4 separate regions of the Mus musculus genome follow, and all the other regions are linked to region 2. The links are chromatin contacts, called in public Micro-C and promoter capture Hi-C maps. All regions are on one chromosome and are shown on one strand. Each heading gives the region's core, a stretch centred on a gene start, on an enhancer-like site or on the middle of the called end of the contact. The rest is flanking DNA. Distances are from core to core; before and after follow the strand shown. Region 1 holds the start of Znfx1 (zinc finger, NFX1-type containing 1). Region 2 holds the start of Ube2v1 (ubiquitin-conjugating enzyme E2 variant 1). Region 3 holds the start of Adnp (activity-dependent neuroprotective protein). Region 4 holds the start of E130018N17Rik (RIKEN cDNA E130018N17 gene).

What was found. Promoter capture Hi-C pulls out the DNA fragments that hold promoters and counts their contacts. Hi-C and Micro-C count contacts between places; a contact is called where the count stands out from the background.
Region 1: a contact with region 2 is called in a promoter capture Hi-C map of erythroid cells, with 2.6 times the contacts expected there. The contact joins the promoter of Znfx1 here to the promoter of Ube2v1 in region 2. A contact is called at or near these places in 4 of 39 promoter capture datasets (the C10 cell line, erythroid cells and liver), 5 of 484 Hi-C or Micro-C datasets (B cells, CD4 T cells, LSK cells and 2 more), 4 of 115 datasets of contacts at active chromatin or transcription factors (astrocytes, bone marrow-derived dendritic cells, large pre-B cells and 1 more) and 1 of 9 other capture datasets (macrophages).
Region 3: a contact with region 2 is called in a Micro-C map of embryonic stem cells, with 4 times the contacts expected there. The contact joins the promoter of Adnp here to the promoter of Ube2v1 in region 2. A contact is called at or near these places in 5 of 39 promoter capture datasets (the 3T3-L1 cell line, 3T3-L1-derived adipocytes, the HPC-7 cell line and 2 more), 3 of 484 Hi-C or Micro-C datasets (CD4 T cells, embryonic stem cells and nephron progenitors) and 5 of 115 datasets of contacts at active chromatin or transcription factors (astrocytes, cardiomyocytes, effector CD8 T cells and 2 more).
Region 4: a contact with region 2 is called in a promoter capture Hi-C map of hippocampal neurons, with 4 times the contacts expected there. The contact joins the promoter of E130018N17Rik here to the promoter of Ube2v1 in region 2. A contact is called at or near these places in 4 of 39 promoter capture datasets (the 3T3-L1 cell line, hippocampal neurons, liver and 1 more).

The regions. Positions count from the first base shown.
Region 1 is chr2:167,061,730-167,069,690 of GRCm38.p6, forward strand. It overlaps Znfx1 (zinc finger, NFX1-type containing 1), which reads right to left and starts at 1,286. Exons shown (of 14, transcript NM_001033196.2): 1 at 781-1,286. It overlaps Zfas1 (zinc finger, NFX1-type containing 1, antisense RNA 1), which reads left to right and starts at 1,205. Exons shown (of 5, transcript NR_138563.1): 1 at 1,205-1,568; 2 at 1,907-1,998; 3 at 3,430-3,488; 4 at 3,705-3,751; 5 at 3,958-4,133. It overlaps LOC115486178 (a small nucleolar RNA gene), which reads left to right and starts at 1,744; the gene lies at 1,744-1,836. Gm23201 (a small nucleolar RNA gene) reads left to right here and starts at 3,269; the gene lies at 3,269-3,357. It also overlaps Snord12.
Region 2 is chr2:167,626,329-167,633,487 of GRCm38.p6, forward strand. It overlaps Ube2v1 (ubiquitin-conjugating enzyme E2 variant 1), which reads right to left and starts at 5,677. Exons shown (of 4, transcript NM_023230.2): 1 at 5,612-5,677. The coding sequence starts at 5,633. Gm31852 (a long non-coding RNA gene) reads left to right here and starts at 6,146. Exons shown (of 3, transcript XR_375265.4): 1 at 6,146-6,505; 2 at 6,808-6,926.
Region 3 is chr2:168,202,564-168,209,450 of GRCm38.p6, forward strand. It overlaps Adnp (activity-dependent neuroprotective protein), which reads right to left and starts at 4,549. Exons shown (of 4, transcript NM_009628.3): 1 at 4,011-4,549. The region is part of intron 9 of Gm20716 (predicted gene 20716); the gene reads right to left. Dpm1 (dolichol-phosphate (beta-D) mannosyltransferase 1) reads right to left here. Exons shown (of 9, transcript NM_010072.4): 9 at 6,485-6,887.
Region 4 is chr2:168,151,707-168,158,572 of GRCm38.p6, forward strand. It overlaps E130018N17Rik (RIKEN cDNA E130018N17 gene), which reads right to left and starts at 2,807. Exons shown (of 2, transcript NR_040327.1): 1 at 2,648-2,807; 2 at 897-2,045.

The DNA.
Region 1 (7,961 bases), core at 36-2,535, 570 kb before region 2:
AAGGGGCACTAGAGGTGGGGTGTGATCAGGGTGGTGACAGATGAACTGAAGAGAGTCGAAGCAGGTAATGGCAGTGCCCGCGGCTCAGGATACGCTGGGTACTGAGGGAGGAGACACCGACTCTGGAGGTGATGGGGGCTGCTAAGGAGAGGAGACAGGGACTCTGGGGAGTGATGGTGAGGCTAATGGAAGGGAACAGGGATTTAGGGGTGATGGGGCTGCTGAGGAGAGGAAACAGGGACTGGGAAATGGGGCTGCTGATAACCAGGTAGACTTAACTCAGGGAACGATGGAGGGTGACGGTGGAGGTGGGAGGACAGGACTCTGGGGGTGGTAAGGAGTGGAAAAAGATCCTAGGGGTGATGGGAGATTCCAAATACTCCGGAGATGATAGGGGAACTGAGGGACTCTGGGGGCTATAGGGAAACTAAGAGAAAGGGGCAGGGACTCTGGGGGCTATAGGGAAACTGAAGAAGCAGACAGGGACTTCGGGGACTATAGGGGGGGCTGAGAGAAAGAGAACAGGGACTCCGGAGGCTACAGGATAATTGAGGGAAGAGGACAGGGACTCCGGAGGCTACAGGATAATTGAGGGAAGGGGACAGGGACTCCGGGGGTATAGGGAAACTGAGGGAAAGGGACAGGGACTCTGGAGGCTATAGGAAAACTAAGGGAAGGGGACATGGACTCTGGGGACTATAGGAGAACTGAGGGAAGGGGACAGGGACTCCGGGGGTGGTGGGGGCGCTGAGTGGGGCAGATAGGGACTCCAAGGCTAACCTGACACCCGGCCGGAGGCAGAGCGGGACGCCGGCGGTCGCAGCGCCGCAGAAGCAGGTGCGTGATAGGGCGGAGGCCACTCACCGGCTCGGGCGCGTCCTCCGCAGGGCTAGAGCTCAGCCCCGGCCCTGGCAGGTCGCGGCCCCGCCCGGCACCGCGAACTTTCGGTTTCCAGTCCCTGCAGCCCCTGGGCGGGGCGAGTAGCCTAGTGGGCGGCCCGGAGGAAGAGGAGGCCGCGCAGGACGAGGAGGCGGTGCCGCGGGCTCCAGCGAGAGGCCGGGCTCGCCTGCGCCCCCGCCCTCGGGGCGGGCGGAAGGGCGGCGTCGCCTCAGCGCCCGCGGTAGCGGCGGCGGCTGGACTGGCGGCTCCCCGCGGGCGCGGCGGAGGGGAGGGCGCGGCGGGGGGCGGGTTGACTGCGCCCCGGGCGGCCGCAGGTCTCGGCTGGCCCCGGAGCCAGGGGGACGCGGCGGGCGGCTCGTGCGTGCCAAGCGCGACATGGCGCGGAAGCCGAGAAGCCCCGGAGGCCCAGTGAGCACGGGGAGGGGCTAGACACTGGCTGGACAACCATTAGCTAGCTGGGGCCGGGCGGCTCGGGGACTACATTTCCCAGGACGCCAAGCGGTCGCGCCCGGAAGCGACGCGCCATGGGCACAGTGCGCAGGCGCACGCGCCGCCAAGGTCTATATAAGGAAGGTTCGCCGCCGCTCTCGTCCTTTCGTTCCGGCGGCTCCTAGAGCGTTTGCTTTGTTCCCGATATGTCTCGTCCCTCCGGGGTTAACTTGCAGATGGTGAGTTGAGTCCACACAGCACAAGTTTTTTTTTTGTTAACCTCTTATCAAGTTTAGTCGCTGTAACCGCTCCTAGTCTCCAAGTGTTGCTTATGGAGCGCGATCCCCAGGTTGACCTTCGAAGACGTGATTCAAGTGGAAAAGACGCCTTCTGCTTTGGCCTGGGAAGCTTTTTGCTGGTGTAAATGATGAACTCACTTTTTTCCCCGTCATATCGACAGTGCTGATGTTTTAAAACATTTGCCAGTTTGTCCTGATAAACACCAGCCTTCGAGGACCCTGGTCTTCTTTGTTCCTGGTCGAGGATATAGGTGGTGATGGACGCTTTTGTTTTGTAGGTTGACCTGACCAAGCAGGACAGCATGGAGGTTGGAGGGAGAGAAGGGCATCGAGGGAGATGAGAACTCACCTACCATCTGAAAGTCTTAAGGTATGCATTCGTCTAGTGGCCTAAAGTGGCAATCACGTGCTTTGAAGAGCCTTTAAGTGGGCAGTGATAGGGAATTTGATGCAAGAGTTACTGCTGAGGTTCGTTGTTTTAAAAGCCCCGAGGATTGAGCCTTATTATCAAAGTATACTAAAGTCTTTTAATTGTGTATCTGTACATACTGACACAGGAGATGCAGAGCCCTGTTGTTATTTAAAGTGTCCTGGTAGAACTGCCTGAGAAAAGGACTGATTAAGAAAATGGTCCCATTGAGATTAGTCTGTAACACATTTTCTTGGCTGTTGATATGGGAGCATTCAGCAGTTTGTGGGTGCAGTGTCTGAGCCGGGTTGAGATTTCTTTTGTATATGCGTGGTATTTAGAAAGGCAATGAAACATGTCTGCTAAAGTATTTGCAGGCTAGTGCTTTTCAAGATGTGACAATGGCTATCCTCCATTACTGTATTCTGATATCCACCCTGACCCACTCAGATAAAAATGTGAATATGCCCTAAATCAAGTAGGCCCGAGAAATGGCTTAGCAGTTAAGAGCACTGATGGCTCTTTCGAGGGGTCCTGAGTTAAATTTCTAGCAACCACATGGTGGCTCACAACCATCTATAATGGGGTCTGGTGCCCTCTTATGGTGTCTCTGAAGAGAACAATGGTGGTGTACTCGTGCATAAAATATATGAATAAATCTTACTCTTAAAAAAAGTAGGCCCGGGCTGGAGAGATGGCTCAGTGGGTAAGAGCACCCGACTGCTCTTCCGAAGGTCCAGAGTTCAAATCCCAGCAACCACATGGTGGCTCACAACCATCCTTAACGAGATCTGACTCCCTCTTCTGGAGTGTCTGAGGACAGCTACAGTGTACTTACATATAATAATAAATAAATAAATCTTTAAAAAAAAAAAAAAAAAGTAGGCCCAGGCAAGTTGACTTAAATTGAGGCAAGCCTAGAGACTGAAGGGTGCTATGTCTGAACAATTGTCATATCATTTGCAAGTGGACAGTGCCAGTCAGAGTTGTATATGTGAGACAGTTGCATTTAGGGTTTGGTGCTGGAGTCATGGGCGCCTCAGGTCATACGTGAGGCCTCCTGGTACATAATGTTGAAACTTTCCAAGGCGATTGTGATTATCTCAGCAAGTCCCATTCCTTTAGCTAATAATTGGAGACACTGGTATTACAGCTGTCTCCTGTAAAGGAGATGTAGTCCTAAGTAGCTGTCTACCTAGCCCTTGGGATCAGGCTCAGCAGCCTCCCACAGACAGGCATGTGTGATGACACAACTTTTTTCCCCATCAGATCGACCATGTTGATCACATTCTTTTAAGCCAGTATGTCTGACATGCCTGCCTGACAGTACCCACTGCTGCTGTGCCCTTGGCGCTCAGGTAGTTGACAGGTTATTTCTGCATTTTATCTCAGGTTTGCTGACAGACAAAACCGGGCTTTGAATGGAGCGTGAACTCCTGAGGCGAGCATTGGTGAGTGGTTTCCACGTGTCCCTCTTCCAGTGTATACTTTGTTTCTGACATAAACTTGGCTGGTGAACTGATGATATCATTTCTTTCCCCGTCAGATCGACCCTGTTGATCTCAAATACTAATTGCCAGTTTTGTCTGATGCATCAGCCCCAGGAATAATTCATTGTTGGCTTTAATCTATTTCACTTGATAATGGCTTCGATTTATTTTCTACAGGCCCGAGAGAGCCGAGGATGCAGGTGTTGGTCTGATCTTGATTTCAGGTGAGGTTCTTTTACTGTTTTAACCTGTTTCTAGGGATGTTATAACAAGTGTGGAGAGTAACGGGTGTTTGATTCTTGGCTTTTGCTGCTCTGTTCATGCTGTTAAGGTTCCTGGTGGGATTCAAGTTCACCATGTTGCTTGCTAAGTGGGGGTGGGGGATGTGTTCAGCCAGAAAAGCCTATCAACATTTTACTTTTCTTTTTAGGTACTTTTGGAATACAGAATACCAGATGTGTTCCTGCTGCCCAGCCCCACAAGGCTATGCAGAATGCAAAGAAGAGTTACTTTTTGGCTGGGGAGTAGTGGTATCATGTGCACTATTGCTGGAAATAATAAATATTGGCCTATCTGTAGAAATAAAAATCTGACTAATGATATTTATCTGCTGTGTCTTGAGTTTCTGGGTTGGGTGGGCCTACAGCTGCTTCCTGTGAACATTTCCCACTGCCTTAAGTGGGACAGCTGTGAGTAGCTAGCACCCTGGTGCTAGCTTTTAAGTTACAGGTCAGCCTGGCTGTAGCTGCTTTGCTGCTCCTGGCTTGCAGAGCATCTCCAGCCTTGTGGGGCCCAGGGATCACATTAGGGTTACTGCAGGTGAGAAGTGGCAGCCAAGGTTATCTGGACTTGGGGGTGACTTTGGCTCAGGTAAGTGGGCCTGAGTTTTTAGGTCCAGTGGCCCTGTGGTGGCTGATACATGGTTTGCCTGGCTGCTTCTCAACAGCCTCTTCTAAGCCCAATCCCTCTGTTTACTAAGAATCATAACCACACTTTTTAAAAAGATTGTGGGGCTGGAGAGATGGCTCGGGGTAAGAGCACTGACTGCTCCTTCCAGAGGAGCAGCAACCACATGGTGGCTCACAACCATCTGTAATGGAATCCAATGCCCCTTTCTGCTGTGTCTGAAGACAGCTAGTGAATTCATTACACAATCTTTTTTTTTATTTATTTTTAAAGATTTATTTGAGTACACTGTAGCTGTCTTCAGACACACCAGAAGAGGGTGTCAGATCTCATTACAGGTGGTTGTGAGCCACCATGTGGTTGCTGGGAATTGAACTCAGGACCTCTGGAAGACCCGCCAGTGCTTTTAGCACACCCTGGTGCTAGCTTGTAAATTTAGTTACAGGTCAGCCTGGCTGTAGCTGCTTTGCTGCTCCTGGCTTGCAGAGCATCTCCAGCTTTGTGGGGCCCAGGGATCACATTAGGGTTTCTGCGGGCTGAACTAGGTTCATGGAACTACCAGGTTCCATGCCAATCAATGCTTAGCATATTGTATGACTTGTTAACCACCTTCCTATAGTACAGAGGTCCACCCCACAGTTAATGTCCCTGGAAGGGACAGTGGGCCCTCTACATTTAACAACCCTTCAGTTTGGGAAAAGATCTGTTGCCTTCTCTTTTGGATCCACTTGAAGTATTCTCCCTGCCCCCTTTTAACAGCACATGCACCATGCTCAAGTTGCTGCAAGGGCTGGCTGCTTGGACTTCAGAGGTCAGTTGTTGAGCTGATACTTTTGAGCAAGACATAGTATCTTACATCAGTTTCCCAGGGTGTGTCTCTAAAACCCTTTCAAAACTTTTATGTGGGGCTGGAGAGATGGCTCAGTGGTTAAGAGCACTGAATGACTGCTCTTCCGAAGTTCCTGAGTTCTATTACCAGTAACCAGTAACCACGTGGTGGCTTACAGCATCTGAAATGGGATCTGATGCCTTTTTCTGGGATGTCTGAAGACAGCTACAGTGTACTCATATAATAAATCTTATGTGTATGGGTGTTTTGTTTGTATGTCTGCACCACATGTATGCAGTGCCCACAGGCATAAGAAGGGCATCATGTTCCCTGGAGGTGAAGTTACCATGGTAATAAGTCATCACATGGGTGCTAGAACTCCAACCTGGGCCTTCAGAAAGGGCAGCTAGTAATGTTAACCACTGGTCCATGCTTCTAACCTTTTAAGATATATTTTATTTATTTGTGTACACTGTAGATGTTTACAGACACACCAGAAGAGGGCATCGGATCCCATTACGGATGGTTGTGAGCCACCGTGTGGTTGCTGGGGATTGAACTCAGGACCTCTGGAAGAGCAGTCAGTGCTCTCACAAACTGAGCCCCTCTCTAGCCTTTTAAAGCCTTCTTCAGACATATGAAATATCTCTGAGGTGACGGGCACCTGACCCAAAGGAGATGCCGAAGCCCATGTCCCTCCAGATTCACTCATTGCCTAAGTGGCATTGCATTCTGGGTGCTCTCCCCTGGGGTGAGTAGACCGTGGGGCTTGCTTCTCCTTTTTGCTTAAGTTTTCTAATGGGTGGAAATGGCTGGGAAGATAGCTCACTCGGTAAGTTTTTTGCTGTGCAGTGTGAGGACTTGTGTCTAGATTCCATCACCCAGCACAGTGTGCAGTGCCCCTGTGAGCTCAGGAAGAAGGGTGGGGAGAGAGGACCGCTGGGGTTTACAGGTTAGCCTGTGTAACGAAATCTGTGAGCTCCATGTCCAGTGAGAGCAGCTCTTCCCCCAAATAAGATGGGGCCAGTGAAATGGCTCAGTGGATTAAAAAATGGCTTTCTGAGTGAGCCTGCCTGAGTCCATCCTTGGATCCCAGGGTAGGAGGAGAGAACCAACGAACCAACACCCACTACGTAACCTCTTACAAACCCATCACTGCTCTCTCTCTCTCTCTCTCTCTCTCTCTCTCTCTCTCTCTCTCTCTCTCTCTCTCTCTCTCACACACACACACACACACACACACACACACACACAAGCCATAGTCTGATACTGTGGACTTTATTCAAATGTTTCCTCCAAGCTGGGAGTGGTGGTATATACCTTTGATCCCAGCACTCAGGAGGCAAAGGCTGTTAGATTTTTCTGAGTTTGAGGACAGCCTGGTACAAAGAAACCTTGTATTCAAAAACCAAATGACCAACCAAATTGTTATTTGGGGGGGGTGTCTCAACTCACTCCCCTCTCCCTTTTGTTTTTATTTCTTGAGACAGGGTCTCACTGTGTAGCCCCAACTCCTGGAATTCACTTTGTACACGAGGCTCGCCCTCCAACTCAAAAAGATCTGCCTGCCTCTGCACCCCGTCTCATGGGTGATGGAATTAAAGGCTTATGCCACTATGCCCAGCTTTGTTCTTGTTCTTAGATGTATTTATTTTTACATCTGTTTGAGTGACTGTACATATGAAGATGGCCCACATTTGTACCTTGGTGTACTGCCATGCAGGTGCTGGGAACCAACTTGGGACCTCTGTCTCTCTCTCTCTCTCTCTCTCTCTCTCTCTCTCTCTCTCTCTCTCTCTCTCTCTCTCTTTATTTATTTTTATTATATGTAAGTACACTGTAGCTGTCTTCAGACACTCCAGAAGAGGGAGTCAGATCTTATTACGGATAGTTGTGAGCCACCATGTGGTGCTGGGATTTGAACTTTGGACCTTTGGAAGAGCAGTCTGGTGCTCTTACCCACTGAGCCATCTCACCAGCCCAACTTGGGACCTCTCAAGACCAGACAGTACTCTTAACTGCTGAGCCATCTCTCCAGCTACCTTCATTCAAGTCTTGCCATTCCAGGACAGCCATAGCTACACAGAGAAACCCTGCCTCAAAAAAACAAAAATAAAATTAAAAAAAAAAAAGTCTTGCCATTTGTCTGCTCGCATCTCAGGAACATTTGATGGACTTATACACCTCTAGAGAATCTCTAATTTGGAGCAGTATCTTGCTTTTGGGGTGGGGGTAGGTTTCACTATGTAGTCCTGGCCTCAGACAGAGATCTGCTTGCCTCTGCTTCCTGGGTGTCAGGATTAAAAGCATGCACCGTGACACCAGGCCCAAGATATTTTAAACAAATATTCAACGTGCTTTGTTTGCTGGAGAACTTTTTCTCATCTCTAACTTTTTTTAAAAAAAGATTTATTTATTATTATATTTAAGTACACTGTAGCTACCTTCAGACATACCAGAAGAGGGCATCAGATCCCATTATAGATGGTTGTGAGCCACCATGTGGTTGCTGGGGATTTGAACTCAGGACCTCTGGAAGTGCAGTCAGTTCTCTTAACCACTGAGCCATCTTTCCAGCCCCCTCATGTCTAACTTACTGAGCTCTGACTCTCCCCAGTTTCCTCCTCTGCCTCTGCTGGAGAGGGATGCTGAGCTGGAATACTAGCATCACACCAGGCTTCACCCTGAACTTACATTCA
Region 2 (7,159 bases), core at 4,427-6,926:
GTGTGTGTGTGTGTGTGTGTGTATACATATATATATATATACACACACACATACACACATATATGTATATACATGATAAATCTTTTTTTAAAAATTACAAAAAAAAAAAGAGGAGGGCTGGAGAGATGGCTCAGCGGTTAAGAGCACTGACTGCTCTTCTGAAGGTCCTGAGTTCAAATCCCAGCAACCACATGAGATCTGATGCCCTCTTATGGGGTGTCTGAAGACAGCTACAGTGTACTTACATATAATAAATAAATAAATCTTAAAAAAAAAAAAAGGAGGCTGAGGCAGGAGGATTGCCACAAGTTCCAGGCCAGCCTGAACTAAAGAGTAAGACTTTGACTCAAAAATAATAAACAACAGCCATGTCTTCAAAGCAAGCTCCAGGACAGACAAGTCTACATAAAAAAAACCCTGGCTTAAAAAAAAAAAAAAAACACCAAAATAAATAAACAAAAAATAAAATTAAAATACAATCTTCTTTGGAGGACTGGGGATTAAAAGCAGAGCTCTGGCAAACTGCAGGCACAGCAGAGGGGCCTGGAGCCCAGCTGCTGTTCAGGGTGCGTAGCAGCCTGCACTAAGGCTCAGCTTCAGAAGTTGACAGGACCTGAAAGGTGCCCTGGATGCAGCATTACCGAAACGGACAGCGGACACACGACTTATGCTCATTTCCAGCCAGCCTGAGACGTCCTCCTCTGGGAACTCACAATGAGCAGCTCCGAGGGCAGCCCAGCAATGTGACGGGCCTGACTTAGGCAGAACTTAGCATGGAACCTGTTACTCTTTGTTTTAAGGTTTACTTTATGTACGTAAATGTGCTGCCTGCTTGTATGTAAGTTACCATGTGTGCTTGGCGCCCTACGGAGTCAGAAGGGGAAGCTGGGTCTCCTGCACTCCTGTGATAGGCAGTTGTGGTGCTGGGAACCCAGGGAGGCCAGTGCTGAGCCATTGCTCCAGCCCCCATTCAGCTGTCACTCTTTACAGCTCAGTGTGCCAGGGCTCAGTGACAGAGTGAGCTGGACATCCAGCCCAGGAAGGAGCTACTGCACCCCGTCCCCCCCTTCTGTGGCTGCACCACTGTGAGCTCCACACCTCTGCATCATCCTGTCAGACACTGTCTCCTCTGCATGCCTGAGTCACACATCTGGGCAGAGAACTCATCACGGCAGCCCGACCCCTTCCCAAGAGGTCCAGGAAGAGAGAGCATGCGCAAGCCTACACCAGCCCATCAAGTGCAAGGCCACACACCTGTGCCCCCAGGCTAGACTACAGGGTGAGCTCCTCTCACAAGGCGGCTTGCACACAGATGAGGACAAGGACCCACTTACCCTGTGTGTGACACACAGGTCCCAGCTCAGCAGATGTCAACTACTCACAAGGGCACAGAACTCACTCGAGAGGCGGAGGCAGGCCCGAGTCTGAGGACTGCAGGTCTATGCAGTGAGCTCCAGGCCAGCCAGGGTTACAGAGAGAACCTCTTGGGGGGGGGGGGGGTCATCTCACCCCACACAGTACTCTAGGCATTGCTATGGCCTTTCAGGGTTAGACCAAGGATGCCCAGCTTGTATTCATTCTGCGGCCATCAAACCTTGGTAGTTTCAACTCGAGACAGAGGGAGGGACAGAGGGAGGGAAGGTGGAGGTGATTTTGTTATTCTTTTGATGCTGGGAACCAAACCAAGGGCCAGCTTGGCAAATACGCTACATAAACTCCATTCTCAGCCTTTTAATTAAGAGTGATGGGGCAAAAGCCCCGTGAAAACTCACTTAGCAATTCTAAGGATCCATCTTTGTGTTTATTCATATGTGTGTGTGTGTGTCTGTCTGTAAGATATGTGAGCACGAGCATGTATTTGTGTGTATGACTGTGAATGTGAGCATGTATCTGTGTGATAACATGAATGTGAGCATGGATCTGTATGACTGTGAGTGTGAGCATGTATGTGTGTATGACATGTGAGTGTGAGCATGCATCTGTGTGTATGATTATGAGTGTGAGCAGCCAGGTGTGGATGCTGGGAACAAAGCTCTGATCCTCTAGAAGAGCAAGTGCTCTTAACCAGTGAGCCACCTTGTTGCATTCCTTACTTGGCAACTCTCTGGTTTGTCAAGACAGGATTTCCTTTGCAGTCCTGGCTGTCCTGGAACTATATGCAGACCAGGCTGACCTGATCTCTGGCATTCAGAGATCTGCCTCTGACTCCCAAGTGCTGGGATAAAAGGTGTGTGCCACCACTGCCAGACAGGAATTCGATACAACAGTAGGTGTCAGGCAGCACATCCCTATGATGCCAGCGCTTATGAGATGGAGGCAGGAGGACCAGAGGCAAGTCGAAAGGCATCCTCAACTCCACACTGTTCAAGAGCAGCCTGGGCTGCATAATATCCCATCTTATAACAGCAAAAACAAAGAAATCCTACTTGCACTCGCTCACCAAGCTGGCCCCACTGTGGGTCCTGGCTTCTGCTCTCAGGCTGAGCACATTCAGAAGTAGCTATCCAGAAAGCAGGCCATGAAGGAGAAAGGGTTCTTGGTTGTAAGGGACCCAAGATAGCTCACAGTAAGACCTGTGGGAACTGGGGCCTATTACAGGGCCTCAGTTCTCATCTCCCATCCCCAGCTGTCTGGGGAACACCCTTGAGTGGAAGGAAAGACCCAATCTCAACCACCCAGATGGTGACATTTCTAGAAGCTGAATGTGTGCATGAGGCCACACCCCTGCGTGTATATTTACAGTGGCACCCTGCCAGGGCTTGTCACTCTGGCACTTGGTGTCTGGTTAATTGTCAGCTCTGGGCAGCACAGCGTTGTGGGCTGCTGGATGAGAGGAACGACCTGGCAGCCAAGGGCCACTGTCTGACATCCTGCAGTCCTGGACACACAGGAGAGACGTCCCTTCAATTGTAGACATCTTGAGTGGCTGTAGTGGGCTCATCTCAGCTCCTCTCTGAGACCTGCGCCAAAATTACAACAGCGAACAATGTGGGAAGATGCCAGCAGCAGTGACCATACCACCTGAGCTGGGCGTCACAGGACTCCAAGGCCACACAGTGGTTTCCTGGTAACCAGGGCACAGATTAATGACCAGGCTCAGTCTACAGGCGGCCCAAGGCCTGAGCACACCTGAAGGTTGTAGCAGGGAGAGGAGACTAAGCACCAAGTTTAACGAAGGTCCTGCTTCCACTCTCACCACTGCAGTCTCCTGATGCCTTGGGGCTCAAGTCAGAGCTCACCATTCATCATTCTCTTCAAGGCATTCATTCATTCATCAACCAAACACTCAATGCTGCTCATAGCAGGCATCTGTTCCATGGCTCCCCCTTGCACTTAGTAAAGCCCAAAGTCTTCTCTCTCCATCTCATTACTAAGGTCCTTTGTTACGGGAGGGGCACAAGTGGAGGGCGGCGGGCAACTGTGGAAGCCGTTCTTTCCTCCAACCATGTGGAGATCAAGCTCAGGTCCCAAGGCTCGCCAAGGGCCTTTTGTCTGCTGGGCCACCTTACTGCCCCATGGCCTTTAATCTCATCTTTCAACACAAGTGTCCCCACCGCACCGATGGTACTTTCCCACGGCCACAGGCCTTGCTCTTCCCACCACTGGTCTCAGTTCCAGGGTTGGCCCTGAGAGAAGCCTGCCCCCTCCTCATCAGACTCGCTCATCACAGCACACAATTTTCTTCAGAGCACTTCCTGCTTTTTGGAGTCACTTTATTTCCATCCTGAATGGCCTTCTGTCTGGTTTGAATGAAACCTAAAGACAGTGCTCTGTCTACCTTGTCTGCTACTAGTAACAGGACACAAGAGGCCCCAGGAACCATCTGTGGACTAGACAGGCGCTGAGGAACGCCTGTTTCTGGGTTCCCTAAAGCCTTCCTATGCTATCTAAGCTGTGCTATGTGCGCTTCCTTCTTTTCATGGAGCTAGGGATGGAATCCAGGGCCTCCGACTTGCTGGTCAGATCACTCTAGCACTGAGCCTCACCCAGCCCAAACTCTTCTGGATTCTGTACACAGCAGCTGCTGCTGAGCTGCTGTTTCTATCTGCACTCCTGAGGCACGGGCAGGGCCTCAGAAGTTAGAAGTGGCTGTCAAACCGGATCCTGAGATGTCCTAAAGCAAGGACAAGCAGTGCTGACTGGTAGGGCCACCCCAGTACTGGCTGCCTGGCACCTCTCTGCGAGATACCCTGCATCCCACCCCAGTACAGCCTGTGGCAGACTGGGTCTTCCCAAGTGCCCACCGCCATGTGTTTGTCAGGAAATGGACTGACTTGGCTCCGCAGTCTTCTCCAGGACACACCAGGCACTGTGTGGTGGGTCACTGCAGGCAGCACCTCTCTGCTTCCCACCCCACAACATCTCCTCTGGTGGCCTCACAGCCCCAAAACACCAGTGCCTAGGCTGGTGGCCTGTCCTTACCCCTTGCTCACCTCCACCAACAGACTCCCGAGGATATAGCCCCACACCAGAAGGGAGCACCCACTCTCTCCTGAATCCTTCATTGGAAAAGCAGACTCCCATGCCTTCCCAGACCCCGGGGGATCTCCTTCACCAAACCCACTCCACCTTCTCTAGCCTGCCAGAGTCCATGGCTCATAATCAAGTACAGGTTGCCGGTTCTAAGGCAGCAGACCCTTCGGGTCTCCCCATCTGGCCTTCTCTTCTTAGCCCATCAGAGACCGACAAGAGCTTCTCCCCTAAGAGCATCCCCTTTACCCTCTTGCTATCCCTTCCATTTGATCCAAGGGCTCTCATTTCACTGCTCCTCTCCTACCCATCCAGATAATGGAGAGTTTCTGAGTTGAACCCACATATTTTCCCCCAATTCGCAGAAGGATTAGGAGTGACAGGCACTTCCTCCATCCGCTCCCCGCAGGAAGAGGTTTTTCTTCTCTAAAAGCAGCATCTGCGGGACTGCACCCCATCCCATTCTCCCCACTGCAGGAGCCTTCCCAATGGCGACACGCCCCAACAGACCCCACCCCACCCCCCGACACACACACCAGGGCTTCCTAGGCACCTGCTCGTGCCCATCCAACGCGGCGCTCGGCTCCCAGCGCGCCTTCTGAAACCTATCCCTGGTCTCTGCAACCCAGGCCTGCTCCCACGGCAGAACGCCCGGGCTCAGCCCGTGCAGGTGCCCGGATTTCCCTGGGAAGCGACCACCACGATGAGAGCAGCCCCGACCCTAAATTGACGCGGGGCCCCGGCGGCCTCGCCTGCGGCCCGCGAGGCTCCGTGCGTGTTCCCTAGGGTTGCGCCCGCGTACCCCCGCCGGGCATTCCCGGCTCCCAGTCGCCCGGGCCAGCTCCCAGCGGGACCTCGCCCGGGCATTCCCGAGCACACTCGGCCCCTCTGCCGGCCTCTCCCCCACCCCCCGCCCCCCGGAGGCGCCCGAGCCTCCGGCTTGGCCGCACCGCCCACGGCCCGGCTGCCCCCGCCCGGGCTTCCGGCCGCCGCCTGATGGTCCCAGGCCCGGCCGAGCAGCCAAACGCAGCCGCAGGGACAGCGCGGAGCCCTGTCCCGGCCACCATGGCCTCCGCTAGACCGGGACCAAGCCCAGGGAGCCCGCGCCCCGTCCGCCAGCACGCCCGGCGCCCCCGCTCACCCGAGCCTGTGGTGGCTGCCATCTTGCGTCGCTGTCGCTCGAAGGCCGGCCCCTTCTTCACCCCCCCTTGAGTTTTTCTCCGGGCGCTAGTGCGCAGGCGCAGGTGTAGGCGCAGCCGCAAACGGTGCCGCTGACGCCCGCTCGGGGTCGCAGGAGCCGGGCGGGAAGGGCTTTGCCCGAGTCTTCAGTGAGCGAGCATGAGGGCGGGGCAACCTGCAAGCCCCGCCCAGCCCGAGCGCGGGGGAGGCGTGCAGGTGCTCGGCTCGAGGGCCCCGGGGTGACCGTGCGCTTCCGGGAGAATAGAATGGGGGGGAAGGGCTGTGGAGCCCCGCGCCTGTTCCCAGGCTGTTTCCGTCCCCCTGTGTCCTCACCACGTAGCGAAAATGAAACCGCGAGAGATGAAGTTCAACTCAACTGCTAAGTAGCTGAGTCAGAATTTGACCCCAAGCCAGATGATCTTTGTTATGGGGTATATGGAGAAAAATAACACCGAAAGGCCTGAATGCGTCAAATTGTGGGCCAGTACAATCTTGTTTCCGGCACTGTTGCTGTTCTGGGGCCTGAAGCATGTAGGGACAAGGTGCAGCTAGGGGCTTGAGAACCACCAACCTTGAGACATGCATTCTGCTTGTTTGTTTGTTTGTTTGTTTGTTTAGGGGTTTTGTTCGAGACATGCTCTCAACTCAGCTGTCCAAGAGCCCACTATACAGAGGATGACCTTGGCTGTCTGATTCTTCGGCTTCTGCCTCATGCTGGGGTTGCAGGCTTGTGTTTTAGAGTTCTTCTTAGAGATGGAATTATGTGGGAGAACTGTGCTTGGTGCCGGACATGGCAATGTCTCCACGAAATGAGATTCTCTTCTCAATTGCTACATTCTAGTTGGACAGAGAACAAGTAAGCCAATATAAATAGATAAATATACATTTTACCTATGATAAGATAGGGGACAAACCTATAAAGGGCACCAGGAAGAATCAGAAAAGGCCTCCTGCAAAGGTCTGAAGACACTTGTCTGCATATAGAGTAAACCCATCACAAAGCCACCTTTGATGTGAAACCCTTAAGGGGACTTGGAAATCGAGGATGAAGTAGCCAGATAGGCTGCAGATTATACTGCTAAGAGGGACAGCAGAGGGGCAAGGAAGCTGGAGACATTCCTGGAACATTCCATTTGTCATCTGTTTGGTGTATTCTAGGTAGCTCCACTGCATTTCCTCTTGAGGAAGTACGTGGTAAGCTCAGAACTACCGTCCTGCAGAAGATGCACACCAGCCTAGGAGTCTGTCCCACAGAACAGAGGGAACCAGGTCTCTAGGTAAACTGGGAAGGGTGAGTGCACAATACACTGAGGCTCTGCTCCCGGGGCTGGGGCTATGCTGGGGGCCGTGACGTGTCTGTGGCCTTGTATTTATGAAGGCTTTCCCTGTTTCCCAATATTGTACCTGCTTGCCGAAGTGTCTGCAGGTTTGAGTCCACAATACTACGACAGCCTCACTCTAGCCTTGACCTTATGACACATGCAGGGCCTCTCTAGCGTGTCTCTGCCTC
Region 3 (6,887 bases), core at 3,299-5,798, 580 kb after region 2:
TTCTACTTTTCTCCTTATAATAAACCAGCTATCTCTCTCTCTCTCTTTTTTTTGGGGGGGCTTTTTCGAGACAGGGTTTCTCTATATAGCCCTGGCTGTCCTGGAGCTCACTTTGTAGACCAGGCTGGCCTCGAACTCAGAAATCCGCCTGCCTCTGCCTCCCGAGTGTTGGGATTAAAGGCGTGCGCCACCACGCCCGGCTTCCAGCTATCTCTTAAATTGCAACTTTTCACAATTGAATTTGTAGAACAGACATAAGCCTTAAGCCAGAATAATTCTGAACATTTCTGTTTTTTCCAGATAAGGTTTCTGTGTAGTCTTGCCTGTCCTAGAACTAACTATGTAGACCAGGCTGGCCCAGAACTCACAGAGATCCACCTGCCTCTGCCTCCTTAGTGTTAGGGTTAAAGGCGTGTGTGTGCCACCACTGCTGAGCTTAACGTTTCTGCTTTCTAAAGACTGAATTCTTTTTACTGTACACACACACACATATTTAAAAATTTGCTACAAGGGAACAATCTCATATGCTATATTGTATAGATATCTATACTTTCAGTAATTAAGCTTATTATTGGTCAATTACTTTTGAGCTTTTGTGGAAATAAAACCTGATCAGTATTGTGAAGTTAAAATGCTATTAGATTTTCTTCTGAAGTCTGGTTTAAGAAAAAGAATCTAAGAAAAATCAGTTCATACTCGGTGTTCCCTATATAATGTCTTGAGAGCCAAAATTTAAGATCTGGTTATTTTTAATGTCTAGTAGAGACTATTACAATAGTAAGAAGAAACCCTTTCAGCAAATCAAGATAATAAATTAAACAGAACACTCACTTCCCTACTCAGGTTAACTAAGGCTGGTCAAAGGATTCTAGTTCATATACTGTAAATCTCAGCTTTCATAGGTCTAAGCGATGGCTCAGCTGCTCTTGCAGAGGACCAAGTTCGGTTCCCAGCACTCTTACCATCATAACCATCAGCAACTCCAATGTTAGGAAATCTATTGCTCTCTTTTGGTTTCCTTGGGCACTGCAGGCACACAAAGCACATCTATGTAAAGAAAACACTATTCACATATGATAAAAACAAATTCCCACCTTCCAACCCTCCCCTTTTGTGCCAGACCTAGCTAACCGCTGAAACTGTAAGGACATACACACTCATCCAACGAGGTTCCCTGATGACCAACACCATAAAGAAACTAGCTAACTCTGTCATTTCATTTATAAGAATGAACAAAGGCACATTTGCAAACTTTATCTCACAAACACATATTCTAACAGGAAACTGTTCTCTTCTTATTCACTTTATGTGTTTAACAAATACTAATACCACAGTATTTCGAGATCACAAACAATCTTACTTGTATTTAATATTGGACTGTGTAAATAGTAAAAATGCATAACAAACCATGAATCCAATGTAGTTTTTAGAGCAATACTGATAACAAGGTGCCTCTTTTTCACTCAGCAAAATGCTACCTGACAGCAACCGAAAACAAACAAACCCCTAAAAAACAAAAAACCCTACCCTCTTCAAGCATTAAATAGTTATTTACATATATTTGGTATCCCTTGATTTTTCTTGGCACGTCGATGTAAGATGTCTGTAACAGTAGGATAAAGCATTCACAGATACTAGCATCACTGTCAATATTACCAAACAAGAACAAATCAAATCCAGAGACTCTTACCAGGCCAGTCACATCTCTACCAATGAACTACTTTCCCCAGATCCCTTTAACCAAGTAACTAAGGCTTTCAGATGCTGAGCAAGTCTTGAGATAGACTACTTAAAACTTTATGTCCAAAAGTGCAGAATGCAAATGATTACAACAACATCATCGACTTTAAATTTTTCTCTTAAAAGAGACACATATTTTAAACGTTCAAAACCCATTACTGCAACCAGCTCTAACGAGTTCCTTGAGGAATGTGGCGAGGCTGAAATTTTGAAAGTTCATGTTCTGGTGGTGATCAGGAGGAAGTCTCTAGCTTTCCTGATGCTGCAGTCCCCACCCTCCAAAATGATATACCCACCGGTGTGAATTGACAATGCAGTCCAAAGAGCAAGGCAGGGAACGGAGTCCAGATCCTCAAAATGGCAGTACAGGGAATAACCACTAGGCCACCTATCAGTTCAGTACAAAAAGTGCAACCCTGTGCATCACGATGTAAAAGCTGGGGCCTAGGTTTCGTACTGTGCATCTCACACCTATGGAAATAACAACAGGAGTAAAATCTACAGAAATCCACACACCCTAAAAAGGTGGGTGCGCACCGAACCAAGACTGGTGTCAACACTTGCAAAGGCAGTTGGCTACAGACAGTGTACTGCTGAAAGTGGAAGGCAACACAATTTTGCAGTGAACTCTATTAAGTTTGACAATGAAGAACTCAATAGGGACCTGATGTTTACCAACAAAGCCTTGCAAATCCTGACACCCATCTTTCATGGCTGTCAAAATCACCAACCCATAAAACCTCTCAAGAATGACTTTCCACTCGCAAAAGAGTCGGAGAGATTTGGATTGACCTGATCTCCCAAGCCCGTGACTTTCAGGTTTTAAACAACCCCCTTTACCACCTAGCCTAGGAAAGAGATGTCAACACATCAAACCTTAAGGTGAAGGAATTCTTGAGAAAGGGAACCTATGACCCAAGGATGTGCACCAAGGTGACTGATCAGCAATCAAAGTCTGAGGGTGAACAGGTTTGAAAAAGTAAAAAAAGACAACTTTCCAAACGGAGAAGTGGCTTTCTTAAATAAAATCTCTCTAGCCTCACTTAATCCTTCGCCATGTTGCTGTCAGCTCACCCAGTGCAAGTCTTGCTGGACCCATTTTCCCATGGTCTGTAGAAGGCGCTGTTTAGCACATCCTGTTCTAGTTCTGGGGCCCTTCCCCCCTCTGCAGCCTTACCCAGTGCAGGGAATGCGCCCCCTACTGACTCCCACACTCAGTGCCTTTAACCGACTTGGCTGCAGTGCCTTTTGGGTGGGGGCTGGTATTTTCTCCATGACCATAAACCAGAAGCAACAATGCAGATTTATAAAGAAACTGCACAAAGCTATCCAAGAGACACCCCCCGACACACATCCCATTGTGAAGGTTCAAGATACAGGCACAAGAAGCATCAGGGATGGGAACTGGGCGTTTGGGGCTGGACAGCATTAAAATGGCTAACACAGGAAACAGTTTGGTTCTTTTTCCCTCCTAAGCCTTTGTCTGTGAAATGGGGTTATGACAAGAACTGTCCAGAGGACCTGGTGACTGGAAGAACACTGAGAAGACACTTGGGGTGTGTGGCAGGGAGTGAGACTAAAATGAGTATTAGACTTCTTGGAGAGAAGAAGAGAAGCAATCGCGCCTTTTCTAGCAGACAGGCATCCAGGTTGGGGGTAGGGTGGGGAAGGGAGGAGAAGGACAGGCAGCTCAGAGGAAAGAAGAGGCGAATAAGAGGGTGCTCAAAGAACTACTCCCCATTCATTGCATTCGAAAAAAATTCTTTCCGCGGCTTTCTGGATTTCCATTTTCTGACTGCAAAGTTGATCAGAAAGCTCTAAAGAGGGAGTGCTGACCAGGTAGCCCAGATTGAAAGCAGGGCCGGTGAGGGGCTGTGGTGGTTAGGATGGGAGGGAAACTGGCATGTTGTTGGGGAGGCAAAGACTTTCACCCTCTGCCATGCACGCTCCCCGCCCCCCAGGCCTTTCCCCCCTTTCCAAGCCTAGGGTGGGCAGACCTGGCAGAAGGCTGGTTCCGGGGACTGGGGGAGGGCGGGAGGGGATTAGTTCTGAGGACGAGAGAGCGAGCGGGGTTCGGCTGGGGGCGGGGTGGGTGCGGGAAGATGCCACTAGCCGCAAAAGCCCATGGTGGCCGGCCGGCAGCCCCGCGGGGCGGAGAAGGGGATCGGGCTGCAGGAGGGCTGCGGCCGACTGGGGTTCGAGGCGGTGTGTGCACGCCGAGCACAATGACCGCGCCCGGGATCGGCGGCGGGCAGGGCCGCGGGGCTTACCTTGGCTCGGCCTCGAGGCGTGCGCGGGGCCGGCGTGCTCTAGAGCACGGCGGCGGGTGGACGGCGGCACGGCGATGGCGGCGAGGACGCGCCCGGGGCCTCGTCGCGCTCGGGCTCCGGCTCGAGCCGCGGCCGCGGCTGCTGCCGGGGGGCGCGGCGGGCGCAGCAGAGCGGCGGGCGGCGGCGCGGGCAGTGCAGACAAAGGAGGGGCGGAGGGCGGCGGAGGGCGTGGGGCCGCGGCTTCACCGTCGCGGGCGGGCAGGCGGGCGGCGACGGCCGCGCGGCTCCTCGGCGGCGGAGACCGAGAGAGGGAGCTGTGGCTGAGGCGACGCCAAATCCCCCCCGAGCGAGCGCGGCTGGAGGGGGAGGGGGCCAAGATGGCGGCGGGCGGGCGCTCAGCTCATGGGTCCCGGCGGCGGCGGGTAGACCGGACGGGTGGCGGCGGCGGCGGCGGGCGGGGGAGGGGGCTGGTCCCGCGTCTCCCCTCAGCAGACAATACAAGCGCCTCAGAGCAAGTCCCCGAACCTGCCCTAGCCAAAATGGCGGCCGAGAAAGAGCGGAAGTGACGTAAGCGACTCATTAGCATAAGAGGACTCATTGTCCAGCTGGGGGGGGGCGGGGGCCATGGACCCCCTACTCGGCGACCCCCCCCCAAGGGAGAGCTCTTCGGTCCTCGGCTGCGGCGACACCCACTTTCCTTATGGCAGGGTGGCCCCAGCCCCCCCCAGCCTCTCCTGGGTGAGATTATATAATCCCCACTGAGGGGAGCTCTCGCGAGAACGTGGAGGCTTTGCCATTGCCCCACTAGGAGGCGCCGTGGATAATGGCCGCACTGCGCTCCTGGGTGCCTTCCTCTGACCGCAGCGCCGCCGGCGGAGGCAGAAGTAGCGGGCCGCAGCACGCCTCGACAGTCAGTCAGGTGGCTGCACTGGGGATCCCTGCGCGGGCCCATCTGGGCCTGAACTACATCTGGCAGGAGGGCGCCTGGGGCTGCCCAAGGCCCACGTGCTCAGAGTCAGCTCTCCCAAGCTGGAGGCAAAGCCAAGGGTTGAGCCTGCTGCCTCCTGCCTTTAATGAGGTGTGATGCCCTCGTGTTCCTCCCATTTTTTGAGATGACACAGCTCTGAGGCCATGTCAGCTCTTCTAGTGAACTGGTATGGGATAGACAGGGACTCAGCTTTTCACTTCTGCTGTTCCTTGGACTCAAGTCATTCCTTCAAGTCATCAGATGGCCACTTACCATTGACTCAAGGAAAAAAAAAGTGGGATTTGTAGAGTTGAGGCCATTGGATTGTCAATGGCTAAGGATGAAAACGGTCTGGCACTCACCCACAATTCTGGTATGTGACAGCACCTGCACTGTTGGCTTTGTAACTTTGGATCATCCCCAACCAACATACCATGTCAACATCAACAGCCTCGGTCCACTTTAAAGGAACAGTAGTTACCCTACCGTAGATAAGGATGGCTAAAAGCTCTACAAAGTAGCAAGTGCAGTTGTGAAGGATTGGCCACCCCTCCCCCAACATGAGGTCTCTACAAAGTTGCAAATTTTGAAAGAATCAGACTATATATACAGACAGCTCAGTGTCTAAGGGTTTGGTTGGGAAGTTGAACAAACTTCCACCTAACATTTATTTTTTGCAATTATTAGAACATATATTTAAACCCCTAATCAATAGCTCAACAATGTAAAACAAGGAATAGAAACTATTTAAAAGGAGGTGGGGCTGAGGCTAAGGCCTTTCATCAAGGAGTAGAGATGGGGAAGCACACAATGCAGAAGACAGGCAGGCTGTGTGAATTCATCTCTACTGTTCTCCTCAGACACTGGGTTTCATGCAGTGATAGCACAGGTATGAAGAACATCTGCATTGCAGCAGTGCTTCACTTTGTAGCATAAAAGGTGCTGGATTCTGACGGAGAACTTAAAAAACTGTGCATGCTTATGTCACCAGATTTAGCACAAAAATACAGCATAAAAATTGGGCAACCTTGAGCCGGGCGCAGTGGTGCATGCCTTTAATCCCAGCACTCGGGAGGCAAAGGCAGAGGCAGAGGCAGGAGGATTTCTGAGTTCGAGGCCACGAGGCCAGCCTGGTCTACAAAGTGAGTTCCAGGACAGCCAGGGCTATACAGAGAAACCCTGTCTTGAAAAACAAAAAACAAACAAACAAAAAAAATTGGGCAACCTTCTTCTCTAAATGGCTTCTGAATGCTGGTGTTTACTGCTCAAACACACCCTGTGCGATGGCAGTAGTGACAGAGTAATTCTACACAGGCTAAGTACTGAAAAATGAAAAAGACCAAAGTTCTCTGCCCCAGTGAGGTGTGAGGCAGCAATGCTGTATCTACAGTGACTCCTGCTGAGGTCGCTGCTTAACTTCTGTTCTGTGTACTTGATACTGAAAACCTAATGCCTTGTTTCAAGATAGATTTCTCAGCACTCAAAAAACAATTCGATAACATTATAGTCCTATGACTTTGGCTTAAAACAAAATTTAATTGAACACTAATAAATATTCTAGTTATTAAGGATGAAACAAGTCACTTCCCCATGGATGTGCGACAAGTTTTGGCAAAGGGGAACACAACAACAGTAGTTCTTATTGGAATATGCACTGTGGGCCCAGCTATGTGACTACATGGCAAGGCTTTCATGCTCAAAACAAAGTGAAGGTGTAGCTCACGTTTGTTCTTGTTACAATCAGCTAGAAAAAGGAAGTGAACATTTAAGACTTTCAATTTCTTTAGCAGCCCAAGTAAGGTGGGAAACAAGTATACAGGTTGGGGTGTATGATGATGCACACCACAGTCCTCACACTTGAGAGATGAAGGAAACAGGACCAGTAATTCAAGACTAGCTTTGACTACAGA
Region 4 (6,866 bases), core at 1,557-4,056, 520 kb after region 2:
CTGCACAGAGAAACCCTGCCTGTCTCAAAAAACTAAAAAAAAAAAAAAAAAAAAAAAGGTAAATTTTGTATTACATTTATTTGTGTGTGTGTGTATGTATGAGTGTGAGTATATATGTGTATGTGTGTGGGAGGGGTACATGTGTTCCACAGTGCATGTGGTGTTCAGAGGACAATCTCTCTTCTGCCTGAGGTTGAATGGGCCTCCAAGCATAGAGTTAGAGACATCAAAGATCTGAAAGGCCAGCTCTGGGCAGGAGACAGGGTGACCCAAGACAGACTCAGCCCTCAGCCCTTAGTTGTGGGTGACAAGCCATGACAGTGGCAGGGGACAAAGCCAGGCTCATTCTGATTCTCATCTTACTAGTCCCTCTCTCAAGATATGTGCTGTGTGTATTCCGCTTGAAATGGAGGTACAGAGAGGTTAAGTAACTGGCCCAAGGTCACACAGCTGGGCTCTGGGAACCCTGTTCTTAGTCTATGGTACCTTGGAAACTTAGGTCTGGGAGGATACAGGGAATAAACAGATTCTAAGACGACGATTCAGTGGTAGTTCTGTCTGCAGGGATCCAATCTGGTTTTAGGGCACTAGGGGCGGCTTGTGGGAAAGGTGGGGGACACAGAATGGGATGGTAAATCAGAGGTCGGGGTTACGCTTAGCCTGTCTGTGCAAAGGCGTGCAGGTGCAGCTGAGCACAGAGCTTGCGAGGTGGCAGGAGGTGAATGTTGGTGGGGGAGCCAAGTGAGTAGGGCCAGAGTCACAGGGAGTTTAGTATTAATCTAAGGACAGTGGGGTGCCTTAGAGGGTTTTATAGCAGGGTTACCGGGCTTGGGGCCACAGCCTGCCAGGTTTGGGACACCAGACCTCAATAAGCCAAATAAAGTAGCTAATGTATAGTGAATAGCAAAAAAGGAACTTTACTTAGTGTGGCTGCAACAGAAGGATACCCAGAGATCCAGGGAGTTCCCAAATCCTTAGGGATCCTGACCGAGGGTGGGGCTTAAATAATAAGAGATTTGCATAACTCCTTAGTCAAGGCCTGACCCTGTCTGTTACCTCCTCAGTTCAGTTCCAAGGTCATGGGATTAGTTGTTAATCTTCTGGGTGACCAGTTCCCCTCAGGTTGTCCCCAAGGCTCCAGGCATTTATTCTCTCACCAGGAGAATACTGGGGAACTTTTCATTTCTTGGGGTCCATTTTTTTCCACTAGACTGAAAGCTAAAGAGAGGGTCATGAGTGTCTCTTTAGAATGTGTCCCCTCCTGCCAGACAGGCTGGGTATGGCAGAAGTAGAGACTTCTTCAGTGTTGGTGGCAACATTCAGAGACTTACCTGGGAGCTGAGGAGGGCACCTGGGTGCACCCCACCCCCCAAAGGAGGCTTTTGCTCCTAGGATTGTTCTTCAGTTGAAAATATTTCATGCTGAGCTCTGGGCTCCTTGAAAGCCCCACTTCAGGAGTTTGGGCCCCTTGTCCAATCAAAGGAGAGAAAAGAAACCCAGCCTTAGGTCAGTGGAGCAGGGCTCTGGGGAACGGAGCCTGAGGAGCAGGCCAGAGCTTAAGCCGCACACAAGAGCATCCCACCTGAAGACTGTTCCAGTCCGTGTGAAGGGAGCTTTGAGCCAGGCCTGTGCCCCCTCAGGTCTGCAGGAGACCATAGCTGATGTCTGCAGCCAACCTGGGTCTGCCCTCAGCGCCATGTGCCCAGAGGCTCAGTAGCTCACTAATTTGTTGTTAACCACTGTTTGTTTCCTGCCAAGCCAAAACATCTTGTTCATGAGGTTTTACCTTGATGAATTTTCTCCATGAGAGGTACTTTCCAGTGAAGGAAGGATCCAGGACTCAGGGCAGAGGCTGTCCATGCAGCAGGCAGTCTGGCTATGGTGGCCTAGACTGGCTTTTCACCTTAATCCAGCAGGGCTAGAAGAGACCAGGAGGCCAGGTGGTCCCAGGAAAACTAGTCAGGGGCCCTGGTGGCAGAAGGGACACTTTGCCCACAGCAGAGCAGGCATGAGACGGAACTGCAGGGAGACGGGAACAGATTCTCCTGTTTGGGAAAAAGCTGGACGTCAGACATTTTTTTATTTTTGAAACAAGGTCTTGCTTTGCAGCCCTGGCTGGCCCAGAACTTGGCATGTAGACCAGGCTGCATGTTGGCCCCGCAGCAAGGCTTAGCCTGGGTATACTGGTACACTCCTGTAATCCCAGCATTTGGGAGGAAGAGGCAGGAAGATCAGAAGTTTCAGGTCAGCCTCAGATTAGCTAGAGATGACCTTTAACTCCTAATCCTCCTGCCCCTGGCTCTGCCCCTTCAGAGGCCTCTGAGATCAGATGCATAGAATGAGGGACATCTGTCCATCAGGTTGTACTAGCTCCAGCCCAGACTTCCCAGCTCTTAGCTTTGGCCCCTGATTCTGACGTCTTATAAAAACTCCAGAGACAGGTGACTCCACTTTACAAGGAAGGAGCTCTAGGCTCAAAGACCTCACAGTGTCCCTCTCCCTGCCTGTGTTCTGTCTGGGTGGACCATAGCCTCTGTCCTACCCATGGTGACACGTGGGCGAAAGGATCTGACCCCAGCTATGAAGTCCCAGAGGGACCCTGGGTAGGATCCCTCGGCTACCATCTACCCAGTTACATTTCCAGTACCTGCAGAGGGCACGTGCTCTTCCTCAAGGTTGTGCACCCAGTAGGTGCTCAATACATTCCAGAGATATCTGACCTTCCAGCTCTGTTTGGCTCTCTGTCTGACAGCAGAGAGCTGACAGAGAAGAAATGGCGGCTGTAGGGAATGCTGCCCTGCCCTGGCTGGCCTGTAGGGGTCGTCCTTGGGTGCTAGGCTTGGAGTCCCTCCCTTCCCCACCCCCAGCCAGCAGGAGAGAGGCTTAGCTGGGCCTCCTCCCCCAGCGGGGGGCCCCAGGAGGGCCATGGGGAGGAGCCTGCCTGGCTGGAGCTGGGAGGGCTCTTGCTGAAACACAAAGCAGCCAGGGGAGGTTCCAGGCGCCTGCTGGCAGCTCTGAACCGGCTTCTTTCTCTTCCTGCCTTCAGCAGTCCTGGTGGTAAAAACGCCGCATGACAGATGGCTAATACCGAAGCAAAGATGGAGGCCGAGTCCCACACCTCCCCAGCACCCAGCCTCCTACACAATCATGCTTTTGTGTGTGTGTGTGTGTGTGTGTGTACACGCTCATGCCAAGGCAGCAAGCATACCTGTAGTGGTCAGAGTACAAGAGGTCAAATTGTTTCTGGGTTTTTGTTTTGTTTTGTTTGTTTGTTTGGTTGGTTGGTTTTTTGGAGAATCTTGTGTAAGACCAACTGGGTTGGAACTCTTGTTTTGTAGACCAGGGTGGTCACTTGCCTCTTCTTGCCAAATTTTGGTATTAAAGGTAAGCACCACCCTGTCTGGCTTAGAGAGCAGTTTATGGGCATTGGATCTTTCCACCATGTGAGTCCCTAGGATGGTGGAACCATTTGTCAGGCTTAGCAGCAAGCACCTGTACTCACTGAGCCATCTCATTGGCCCTGACCTGTGTTTTCAGATGGTTGTGTTCATGTTAAAGCTTTGGGGAGAGTCAGTTGGATTCTCATTATGACCGTGAGACGTTTTTATTTGGTGGTGGTGGGGTGTTTGTGTAGGCATAATGAGAAGCACCCCAACTTATTTGGTGGGGACACACTCAAAATTTCCTTTTCGCAAATCTGTGTCGTCCTCTGATGTCTGGGGCTTGTATGGTGACATGATTAATGGAACCTGCCTCTACTCCTGGGATCCCAAGAGCATCCAACCCAGGAGTGACAACCTGGAAGCTGTCCAACACAGCCAGATGCCCCTTGAAGGCCCGATGTCTGTCCTGGGTTATCAGATGGAAGATGGCTGTGGATAGTGGCCCAAGGCCAAGGGGTCCACCCTGTCTCCTCTGAGCTATCTGTGGTAATTTCCAGAAGGAACCCTGAGCTTCAAGCTCAGTAGGTAACGGCCTTGCCTAAGGAGCCTGAGCACCTGAGCTCTGTCCCTTGACCCCGAATTTCAAAAGCAGGGTGTGCAACCAAGTATGACCTTGTACGAGGCAAGTAAAACAGGGGGTTCAGGAGCTTAAAGTCACCCTCAGTGACATAGCAATCTCAAGACCAGCCTGGCACATAGGAGCCTCTTGTCTAAAAATTAAACCAGTTGGTAGTGATGGCACTATTGTAATCCCGGAACTGCGGAGAGGAGACGGGCAGACCCAGGACTCACTGGCTGGCCAGCCTAGCCTGATGGGTAAACTCCAGGGCAGGGACAAGAGTCTTCTCAAAACATAGGCTCAGCTGTGAGACTGTAGGCCTGATACCCCGACACCCCAATACCAGGAGGGAAAGGAAGGCAGGAGGTCAGTTGTAACTACACAGAGAGAGTTCAGGGTCAGCCTGGGCTCTGTGAGACCCTGTATCAACACAACAGAAAACCAAAAACCGGGCTGGCAAGACGGTTCAGCCAGTAAGAGGCACTTGCCACCAAGCCTAGGACACTACATGATTCCCCAAAGCACACTGAATGAAGAGAAGAAATAAAAAAGGAAAAGAGCAAGACTCGTCTCAGGTTTTGGCAGCAGATGAATGAAATGGATGCAGTAAAGAACCCAAAGTAGTCGCTCAAGCTTAAAGAAAAACATTTATTCCAGACGAAGAAGTTTCTCTCTCTCTCTCCAGCAGAGAAGCAACTGCGTGTACACGGTGGTGGTGGCGATGGCGGCGGCGGTGGTGGCGGCGGCAGCGGCGGGTGTTTCCAGGGTTTTAAGGAGAACCTGGGAGGAGGGAACTTGTAATCTGGGATGGAGGACTTTGAAGTGTATAACAGGGATTTGTTGCGTGGAGATTGAAGGAGCCTAGAAGTGGGTCAGCACAGGCCTTGATATGCTAATTGAACCACAGGTATATGTTAATGCAGGACCTGAAGTCCCTTTGGTCTGAGACAAGGACAATGCTTCCTTTTAGCGGGCAGAAGCTTTTCCGTCCAAGTTCCAAGTATGTTTATATACTTTCCAAATGTTCTTTTGTTGTTGTTGTTGTTGTTTTTTTTTTTTTTAAAGATTTATTTATTTATTATATATAAGTACACTGTAGCTGTCTTCAGACACTCCAGAAGAAGGCATCAGATCTTGTTACAGATGGTTGTGAGCCACCATGTGGTTGCTGGGATTTGAACTCTGGACCTTTGGAAGAGCAGTCGGGTGCTCTTACCCACTGAGCCATCTCACCAGCCCTGTTGTTGTTTTTTGAGACAGGGTTTCTCTGTGTCAACACTCAGGATGCAGAGGCGGGGGGTTGGGGGGGGGTGTCTTTATGCGTTTGAAGCTAGCCTGAGCTACATGTGGTGGATGGCAGCTGGCAAGTGATTCTTGTGAGAAGTATCACATATGAATCTTTTCTATCCGTGTCTAAGGCACAGAATTAAAACCTTTGTCTCGGGCTGAAGAGATGGCTCAGCAGTTAAGAGCACTGGCTGCTCTTCCAGAGGACCCGGGTTCAATTCCCAGCACCCACACGGCAGCTCACACCTGTCTGTGATTCCAGTTTCAGGGGATCTGACACCCTCACACAGACATACATGCAAACAAAACACCATGAAATAAAATAAATTTAAAAAAAAACTTTGTCTCCTCTACCTTTTATGTAAATGCCATAACACACAAGCGAGTGTGTGCGCACGCGCGCGCACACACACACACACACACACACACACAAGCGCGCGTGCGCGTGCGCGCATGCCCCGCCACCTCCATTAAAAACCTTGTTTTCTCAGAGGTCACTGCTCCTGTCCAGGAATTTGATGTCCTGGAGCAATGATGTCTTTCCCTTCCTTATTTCTAAATTCCGGCGAGCTAATTCTTCACAGACTAGCCAACTGAATAAGACTGTGAGGTGGAGCCCAGAGAATGAAGAAGAGGCACGGTTTTCACATCAGTTAGAATAAAAGCCAAGTGCACTTTGTCTTGTGTGCTTGCTTTTCTGATCAACAATAAACTTCGTCTTGTCCTGACACTTGAGTAGAGTGCTGCTCCTTTCTTTGTCACTACAAGCATATTCCCAATCGCAGCCATGGCTGACCTCCGCCGTTCACTCGCACACACAGAGACACAGAAGCACATAAGCCTGTATGTACGTTTTTTCTTCTTCTTCTTCTTCTTCTTCTTCTTCTTCTTCTTCTTCTTCTTCTTCTTCTTCTTCTTCTTCTTCTTCTTCCTCCTCCTCCTCCTCCTCCTCCTCCTCCTCCTCCTCCTCCTCCTCCTTCTTCTTCTTCTTCTTTCTTCTTCCTCCGTGGTCTTCTGGGAATCTTTTCCTCACAAGCTGACAGAGGAAGGATGTAAGGCTGGAGTATCCCCCCAACGCCTTATCTGCCATCCGACTGCCGGGCTGGCAGGTCAAGGGCGGGGCAGGTCCACGAAGTGGATTGCACACGGGTACCCACAGCTCCTCCCTGAACCCTAACCTCCTTGCTGGGATGTAAGTGAACTGCTGGAGAGTTCCATAGGAATGGGGTGTGGCGCCACGCCTTTAATCCCAGCACTCTGAAGGCAGAGGCAGGTGGATTTCTGAGTTCGAGGCCAGCCTGGTCTACAAAGTGAGTTCCAGGACAGCCAGGGCTACACAGAGAAACCCTGTCTCGAAAAACCAAAAAAAAAAAAAAAAAAAAGGAATGGTGTGTGGCAATCCCAGGCCACACCGGAGCTGTAAGGTCAGCCCCTGTTGAAACCCCTGAGGTATGCACGACACAGTTGTTATGCCTGATCACCTTGCTGTGTGGAGGAGGCACACAGGACTTCCTGATCCTATGGAGCTAGAACTTTGTCCCTGGACACCGACTTCGACCTCACCACTCTCTGAACTT